Linked DNA regions of Zea mays: regions 2 and 3 are each linked to region 1. Evidence: chromatin contacts called from public Hi-C data. All regions are on one chromosome and are shown on one strand. The core of a region is the stretch at or near the end of the contact, and the rest is flanking DNA. Distances in the headings are between cores, read along the strand shown.

What was found. Hi-C and Micro-C count contacts between places; a contact is called where the count stands out from the background.
Region 2: a Hi-C map of endosperm shows a contact between it and region 1, with 3 times the contacts expected there. The contact joins the promoter of opr8 here to the promoter of LOC103653335 in region 1. A contact is called at or near these places in 5 of 25 Hi-C or Micro-C datasets (ear, endosperm, leaf and 1 more) and 1 of 3 datasets of contacts at active chromatin or transcription factors (leaf).
Region 3: a contact with region 1 is called in a Hi-C map of ear, with 3 times the contacts expected there. The contact joins the promoter of LOC100283052 here to the promoter of LOC103653335 in region 1. A contact is called at or near these places in 2 of 25 Hi-C or Micro-C datasets (ear and tassel).

The regions. Positions count from the first base shown.
Region 1 is chr4:66,067,635-66,070,526 of Zm-B73-REFERENCE-NAM-5.0, reverse strand. LOC103653335 reads left to right here and starts at 1,565. Exons shown (of 6, transcript XM_008680267.4): 1 at 1,565-2,892. The coding sequence starts at 1,780.
Region 2 is chr4:66,334,831-66,337,728 of Zm-B73-REFERENCE-NAM-5.0, reverse strand. opr8 (12-oxophytodienoate reductase8) reads right to left here and starts at 1,367. Exons shown (of 5, transcript NM_001112363.2): 1 at 1,079-1,367; 2 at 832-972. The coding sequence starts at 1,182.
Region 3 is chr4:66,492,733-66,495,655 of Zm-B73-REFERENCE-NAM-5.0, reverse strand. It overlaps LOC100283052 (water channel), which reads right to left and starts at 1,553. Exons shown (of 5, transcript NM_001155954.1): 1 at 1,165-1,553; 2 at 381-793. The coding sequence starts at 1,320.

The DNA of each region.
Region 1 (2,892 bases), core at 316-2,815:
CATTCTATGAAATGACACTTACGCCACTTGTATGGCTGCAGGAGAATAATTTAATAAATTTGTGCAAAAAATAACAAAAATTTGGACATTTGTTATGGGCTCACATAATCATTGTTCGGACACACGAAGTGCTTCGCAGTGTCCTCATCGATGACAGCACGATCTCTGCAATCGCATTTAGGCGGCGAGTCTATTTGTCTTTTTGTTGCTACCTCCTTCTCTGCATCCGTCATTGGTGGAGGATTCGGGGGAGGAGGTAACCAACGCTTAAAACGCTCATGACTAGTCCTTCTATACAACCAATTTGCAAAAAAAGATATCGATGGTCAAATTTATCAGGACCGTCGATCCACTGGAAAAAGAAACACCTCAGGTGCTCCTACAAAAATGGAACGAAGCATTAGTACACATCTAGTAAACAATATTAACTCACAAGTCATAAGCTACGTACGTTAAAACCGCCACAAAGGTAGAAGCAAGAGCATTCGTGTCTTGATGTTTGGATTGACATACCCAAGCCGGTCTGCCACAGTCACAGCTAGGCACAGGAGGAACATGAGCATCCTTACTAGATACATTTGAATATAATTCCTAAGGACGACCTCTCTTCTGCCACAACGCCTCCCGGTACATGTCTTTCATCTAAGAAACGATTATATATTAACACAAGTATCTAATAGACTGTATAATCGGATTTCACAAACTATGAAATCAAATGTAGCCATCATATGAACTATACTATATATCCTAGTGACAACAATCAAAACTAATAATCGAAAAATTACAACCCAATATACAAAACGAATCAGTAAGACACCATACCTTGGTATACAAAGTATTCCAACTCGAATCTTTGAATGAAGCAACTTTGAAGAAGATTTGAATGGAGGGAAAATGAGCTCCTCTCGGCCAACAGAACGACCGATTTATAGGCCTCCCTAGCTCATCGCCAAGATCTGTGGCGCCGAGCTAGGAGGCCGCGTCGGCGCCACGCCAGCCCTAGCCGCCGGGAGCCGCCACCATCATGTCAGAGCTCGCCGCCGTAGCTTATGGCGCCGAGTTTCAGGTCCAGACCTAAAATAAGTCAACCAGAGGTCTAAATGCATATTTTTATCATAAAAAAGTTAAAAAAACAAAAAATTCGACGCAAACAAGGAGTTACAGTTGCATCCTCGGCGCCATAGCTTATGAAGCCAAGCTTCGGATCCAGATCCTGAAATAAGTCATCCAGACATCTAAATATATATTTTTATCATAAAAAAGTTAAAAAAACAAAAAAATTCGCCGCAAACAGGGAGCTACAGTTGCATCCTCGGACCGGGAGCGCAGGCAGGCTGGGTCATTGTGGCAAACACGGCCAAATAGTCCACGTCCACTGAAATAGTTCTCGGTTCTCCGGTCCGTTTCTTTCTCTCCGGTCCAGCGCAACAGAGTGAACAGACAGTCCAGCAAGGGCAAGGGTTTCCCCGCGCGCCCACGGCCCAAGACCCGAGGCCCAGAGACACAACGACCGTACGGCGCCCCACACGAGGCGACGCCCCCGCTCACCGGCACCCGTTTACGCGGGAAAACCATTAAAAAAACAGGGAGCGAACCGCCGGCTCGCCAAACCCCGCGCCGCCTCCGGCTTCCTTCCCCTGGAAGCCTCCTCCCCTCTCGCGCCGCTCCAAAAACTTGCTCCAACTCCCGGCACGCGCACCCAAAGCCAAAACCCCTCGCGTCGTCGGCCGTCGCGGACGCTTCCCTCCATCGTGCGTCTGCGCCGTCACGTTTTCCGCGATGCCCCGCCCCAGTTCACGCGCCAAGGCGGCATCACCGCCGGAGGCGGTGGCCGGTGCCTCGCAGCGCACCCCTGCGCCGTCCCCGTCCACCTCCCTCCGCCTCGGCATTGGCCCCGTAGCCTCCGATGACAACCGCGGCGCCGGATCCCTCGACCTCAAGCAACCCGCCGCTGGGCCTCGCCGACACAGCCTGCGCCTCATGGGCGCCGCCCTCGGCCTCGGCCTAGGCCCGGTCTCCCACCACGATGACTGCGGCGCCGGATGCCCCAACCTCAGTCCTCCCGCCGCCGTGCCTCCCCGACGCAGCCTGCGCCTCGCGGGCCCCGCCTTGGGTACTCCAAACACTCTCTCCGCTCGTGACGGCAGTTCCTCCGGGTTCGGGTCGGGCGGGAGCGAGAAGAGGTCGGGGAGGGCCCGTGCTCGAGTCCCTGCCTCTTCGCTTGCTACATCCATCTCGCCGAGGACTGGGAACTCCAATAGCGATGGCGGAGGGTCGGGGGCGGACAGGGTTTCCGCGAGCGGCGACAGCTCTGGCGGTTCGGATCCCTTCACGACCCTGCGGTCAGGGTTTCGGATCGCGAAGCGTCGGATGGAGGCGGGTGGGGAGGCGGAGACTGGGTCGTCTCGTCGAGGACAGGTGCATAACGAAATGCTGCACCAACACGTGGACACGCCGACGAAGCGGTGTAAGACCATATTGGTCGGTGGAGTGGAGACAGAGCATGTCTCTGACACAAAGGGTGATTCTGATGAGGATTGTATGATGCTGGGTCCAAGTGGGACCGAACTGAATTATGTTGCTACGAAGACTGAAAAGGGGGATGTGGATGATCCTGCCAATGCAAGCAATGGAGAATCTCTGCAGACGCATAATCTGTTACCGGCAGCAAATGGTGGGGTGGTTGAGCAATTAGTATATGCTTCAGGAAGTCCTGCAAGTTTTGAAGCACAAGTCTCTGCAGATATGTGTCTCAAGGAAGGTTCGAGCCAATGCAGTTCTAGGAAGGAAGGCAAAGTGAAAGAGAAGCTTGTTTTGGGGAATAACAAATCTTGCGCTTATGCTAATGTGGGCTCTGCAGTCGATACCTGTTCCCACAAATTCAACCCTGAT
Region 2 (2,898 bases), core at 118-2,617, 270 kb before region 1:
CATCCAAAATGAGCATCAGAAAGAATCTCTACAGAGCTCTAAACTCTATAACACGATCTCACTTTGGTGTTACAGAATGTGTAGGGGAAAGGACCATACTGATCCCCTTCCGCCTTTTCTGTTGTAATCCATTTCTATTGGATTCAGCAGCTGACGGATGCCTCAATTCATTTCAGTATTTTGTCTATAACGTTTGTCGGCTCTTGCTTTCTTTTGACTGAAAATAATTTGCGAATCCAGAGCAACACTCAGTAGACAACTTTATTTTAAGCAGATAAGTACGACCGTTCCAGATCTCCATGCGCAGTAGGTGTGATCCAAGAAAACTTCTGTACTTTCCACCCCCAACAACCCCTCTCCATTTGACCACGGGTCAGGAGAAGGCTTCCATTTTCTCTAATTTTTCTACTTCCATTTGAACGGCAAATCAACTGGTCCAATATGTTCAGGCCACTGGATCAGCACCGACTATAACATACTAACCGAAGTAAACCATTACCAAACCCACATGATGAACAGTAATACACTGCTGATTTTATATTACGACTTCCACCAAATAACGACCGATAATTGGCACGCTGTTGCTAATTGACCCCAACCACCACTCGCAGGCCAAGAGGACCACGTCTCCACCAGATCTAGCGCGCATCTCTCGGCCCAAGGCTGCGCACATGCCTCACATGAAGGCGACATCCAAAGGGAAGACCAGACTCCAGAGTCCAGAGTATGGCAGCGGGCGGCGTGGCACAGTAATCTAAGACCCCAGCACGGGTCACCGGAGACGTGGATCGGTGGCCGGAAGCAGTGGCAAACCAGAGCGAAGATGATTACCCAGGGCCGGCGGGCGAGATGATGGTGCCCTCGGAGATGAGCAAGCCGCCTTCCGTGGACCGCTGCGCGTAGTACTCCGCGAGCGCGGGGCCCGGGAGCGCATCGGGCGCCCGGCACCTGGTCATCGGCGCCAGCACCACCCTGCGCGCGTACACAGGACACGCATGAGTACCCAGGCGGAGGTCGCGCCAGGCCAAATCGATCCCAGGAGCGAGGAATCAAGGGGCGGGCGCGAGGGAGGGCTCACCGGTGCGCGAGGCGGAAGTGGGGCATCTGGTACGGCGAGAAGAGGGACGGGCGCTGCGGCTGTTGCTGGTCCTCCGCCGGCGCGGAGCGATCCGTGGAGGCCATGGATTGGAGTTGGAGAGGGGAACGGGGAGGGGAGAAGGGAGAAAGTTGGTCGAAGGCAGAGGGTGGCGAGAAGCCAACTATAGGAGGAGGAAGGGAGGGAACCGGGAACACAGCAGGGACGACTGCGGTTCGAAAGCGAATCGCCAGTCGCCACTGGGCTCGTCTGCGACGACGGACGGTGACGCTGACGCGTCACGGACTCGAGGGAGTGGTGGACAACAAGGACACTGGACAGTGAGTGTGAGCAGCGAGTGCCAGCCACCAGCGGTCTGCCATGGCTGGTGCAGTTAAGGGTGAGATTTGGTTGTACAGTCAAATAGAATGGAATAGCTTTCTAGATTTTTTAGAATGGAGTCGTTTTATTTTGAGCTTGGTAAGCATAATGGAGGCACTCTATTTTTTATTTAGTTGAAGAGTAGAATAGAGCGAATATGTTCCTTTTTTATTTGGTTGGAGAGCTATATAAGTGTAGAGAGGAGGGAGTGAGGAGAGCGCTCACATCCGGTCGTTTTGGTGTAGCTCGAGCATTCAACTATTTATGGTAAAATTTTATATGGAGACTTAAGGAGCTGCTCGGGTCCTTTTTATGGAAACTAAACATCCAGAAAATAGAAATGGAGTCAATCTATTTTTCTCCACTCCTCAACCAACACACCCTAAGTTGACTCCCGGGTAACGAGGTTGTAGTTAGTGTGTGGCAACTCCGCAACTGGAAAGTCTCAATTTTGAGCATGTGTATCGTGGCTCAGCGACTCGCAAGAGAGAAGAAACGGATACAACCAGTTTAGAAACTTTATAAGGGGTCGTTCGGCAGGTCAGGACCGAATCCAGGCTAGGAACAGTTACAAGCCAGGATTCAGTGGAGCCAGCCCTTTCACTCATTCCGAACATGTAATTAATCCGGCTGGAATGAATCTAGTGAAGCATTTTTTTATCTGTTCGGTAGCAAAGGATTGAATCCTATCACTTCAGTTCAAATCAAATTTTCAGCCACACACAATGTCGCAAACAAAACTCAGAAAATTGGTACACCAACAAAAACAAAGCAATTTCATGAATCAATCTGAGCTTGTAAGCACATCTTCATTCCTTTCAGTGAGTATATCATCAACTTCATCATTTACCTCATGAACCACATTGCTATCAAAGCCTTCTATTAAATATGCCTCACTTCATATTTTTTCAGACAGTGAACTAGTGTATTCTATTGCATAAACATGAACTGCTCATATATTTACATCCAAATGTGCAGCTAGTGTATTTGTTTATATAAACCATGGATACACTTGTAAGAATGGTGACAATCTGAAGCAGAAACTGAAACACAAACTGAAACTATTTGAATCAGCTTGCAACTAATGGATTCTCTAACTATTCATCCAGTGTATATCCATCATTTTCAATCATCTTGCAGGGTTACCACAATAACCGAACGCTGCACTTTTCAAGGGAAGCAAGAATGGTGGTATTGCTGCCTTTTCTTTTTCCGGTAAAAAAACTGACTTGGTATTACTTGGGTATTGCTTCAGGATTTGAGTAGTAGCATGTACATTCAAAAACCATTCAGAACACGAGGAACCTTAGCACTAACGACGAATCTTAGCAGGGATGGGATGAGGAGAAAGGGGGCAGATGAGGCAGAGATGGGGCAGCGAGCTCGAGGGGCGCACTTGCATCTAGTGTCGGGAGAGAGCCCCCCGTGTGGGTCTGGTTCTC
Region 3 (2,923 bases), core at 304-2,803, 430 kb before region 1:
ACGGAAGATTAGACACTTAATTTTTTTGGACCAATATCTTACTCATTTTGCGTCCTCAGTTCCCACATGGATACTTACGAAATAATCATAGAACTCAGGAACAGAAGGAACAAACCAAATGAATTATATATGTTTCCTTAAATAAAGGAAGCAGTATGAACAAAATCCTGCATTGCAGATAAACATGTCTTTTCTGATTGCTTGGGCAATGGAGTAGGGGAAGACCACACCATCCAACGGAAGTAAACTAAAAATCTGAACCAAATTTACGGAATTTTAAGCACTAATACCTGTTGCGAGTACCAACTACCAACCAAGTTCTGCTTCTACCTATGAAGCAATGAAGCAAATGTTTGGCACAAATGAGAGCAAGACCTCACCTGAATCGGATGCGCTTCAGACCATTGCCGCCCCGCGGCAGCGAGAGGAAGGTGATGAGCACCCCGGGCTCCACCTGGGCGACCCACTCCTTCTCCTCATCCTCCTCGCTGCTGCCAGTCGCCGTTCCCTCTTCATCGTCCCCTTCCTCGTCGTCGGCGAGGAAGTCGGTGCGCGCGCTGACCGATGGCGTGATGTCACCGCTGGACATCGCGCCCCCCGTGCGCAGCCCCGGCGTGGATGCTGCGGAGCTGCCGGCGCGCTGGTACGCGCAGTGGAAGCGGTCGGACCCGGACTCCGCGTACGCGCCGTGGTAGTACGGTTGCTGCCGCCGCGACGCCGCCGGGGAGGACGAACCGGCGCAGGGCTTGCAGTGCCGGTACGCGCCCGATGCCTTCAGCGCCATGTCCTTGATCTGAAAACCCACGAAAATCTCCAATCAATCGTAGTGCCAAACCCACGCTTCACACCGTCGAAGCAAAGCATGCCGATTTTGGAGAAACCTGCGAAAAGCTTCTAAAACACATTGAGATTACCATTCCAACGCCTGAAAACCCCACAAAACATGCCGAATTCATACCGGTTTCTGATTCTCACAGAGTGACCAAGGCAAGGTACATTTGATCAGATACAGATACACACACACACAAAATGCCACTTCGTCTAAACCAACAGCGATTGCAACCCTGGTCCATTTGATGATCAGAGAATCACAAAGGCAACGAGAATAATCCCTGGATTTTACCCAAGGGGGAGCATTTCAAGAACTCAGGCACGGCAACCAACCTGGGCGGTGAGCACCCTGATGGCCTGCCTCGTGCCGGGCGTTGCCGCCGATTCGCCCCCGCCTCCGGCGTTGGCGCGGTCATCGTCGTCCGACGGCTCGCGCAGCGGCGGCGCGTCGCCCGGGAGCTGCTTGGAGCACGCGATGCACGTGAGCATCGCCTCTGGCGGACCTGGACCTGACGCAAGCGCGCGCCCCTCGGATCCCGCGACGGAGCCTGAGAGAGGGGATAGGACGGGAAGGCGCGGCGCGGGTTTATAACAGAGCGGGGAACTCGCGCCTCTGTGATAAGAGTCGAGCTCTCGAGCTGAGGGCGGTAATGGCGGATCAGGATCCGGCGTTTAGACAGAGTCGCGGTGTGGGGGAGATTATTGACATTACGGAACAATACACTACTGGGTTTCGACGAAACGGAATCATATGGACGGCTTCGACCTTTTAGAGGCGTAAACGATTGACGTAAGTTGATATGGGGATATGAGATAGTCATTTATTGTTGTGGACATCAATTAATGCTCTCCGTGCTCACGGCGTTAGGTATCGCTCGCTCTATCATGCTCACGCACTTCATCCTCTCTCTCCAGAAACCCTAGACGTCGCGTCCTATGAATGGACCGTTCTCCGATCGAAGTTGTGGGCGAGGCTGTTGACGCGGCTCATGCCGCTGCCGTTACGGCTTCGGAGGCGCGCTGCATGGCCATTATTGCGAGAAGGAGGACAGCACGGCGGTACAATACGCCACCATTGTTGTCGACAAGGTTGTACTATGAAGGTCTCAACCACTATGGTACATATTATGAAACTATTACACTCATATGTTTGTACGTCGTGTTCTTGTTGCTAGATTGGTCCATACTTTAATACTTAATACCCACATGATAGATTTAGGTCCTCTCTAAAACGAATAGGACAACATTTCTGGCATCTCTATGCAAGACGTCATTTTTTGCTGCCATGGATAGATTTATGAAACACACATATGCTTGTGATTTATGAAACACACATATGTCCTTTCTAACTTCTTCATCCGGTCTTTGTATAGGAAAATGTTGATTTCAAGTATCATGTTAGCATCAAGAATTCATTGTGATACGCTATTCAAGAGATGAGGAGGCAATCTACACTGCTACATTCGATTAATAAATTGTGTTCCACTATCCCAGAAGTAGATGGGAGCAAGATAGGAAAGGTTGTTGGCCATCTGGACCATGTGTGCAAGATGCTAGAGAATACTTCAATTGTTTGCAAACAAGATTTGGAAACTAAGAATCCTAGTTGGACCTTTATGCACCAAATCCAATTGCCAACGGTCTTGAAGCGTCCCCAATCCTCTGGGACTCAAATGTGATACAATTACTAGTCCCAGGAGGCTAGTAAACACATTTATACATCAGATGATACCAAATCTGCTTAAACGAGACAAACCTACAAAGGTGGCGAACAACTTTAGGAGTTGGTCCACAACTCGAGACATATCATCAGAGTGGGGCTGAAGCAGCCCGATATACGCAGTGAAGCAATTCAGCGGTCCAACAGCCACAGGCAAGGTTGGGAACAGTCGTAACTCTTACCCGATCTCCTTTTTCTGAAAAAAACAACAAATAAGCAAGGGTGAGTACAAACGTACTCAGCAGCCCACCTTCACCCGCGGAATGGGGAAATCAGATATAATGCATGGAATATGTAGAGCTCAGGATATTTGCAGAAACAGCAATATTTTATGCAGGGTTGTTTTGAAAAATATTTTGTATTTTGCAAAGT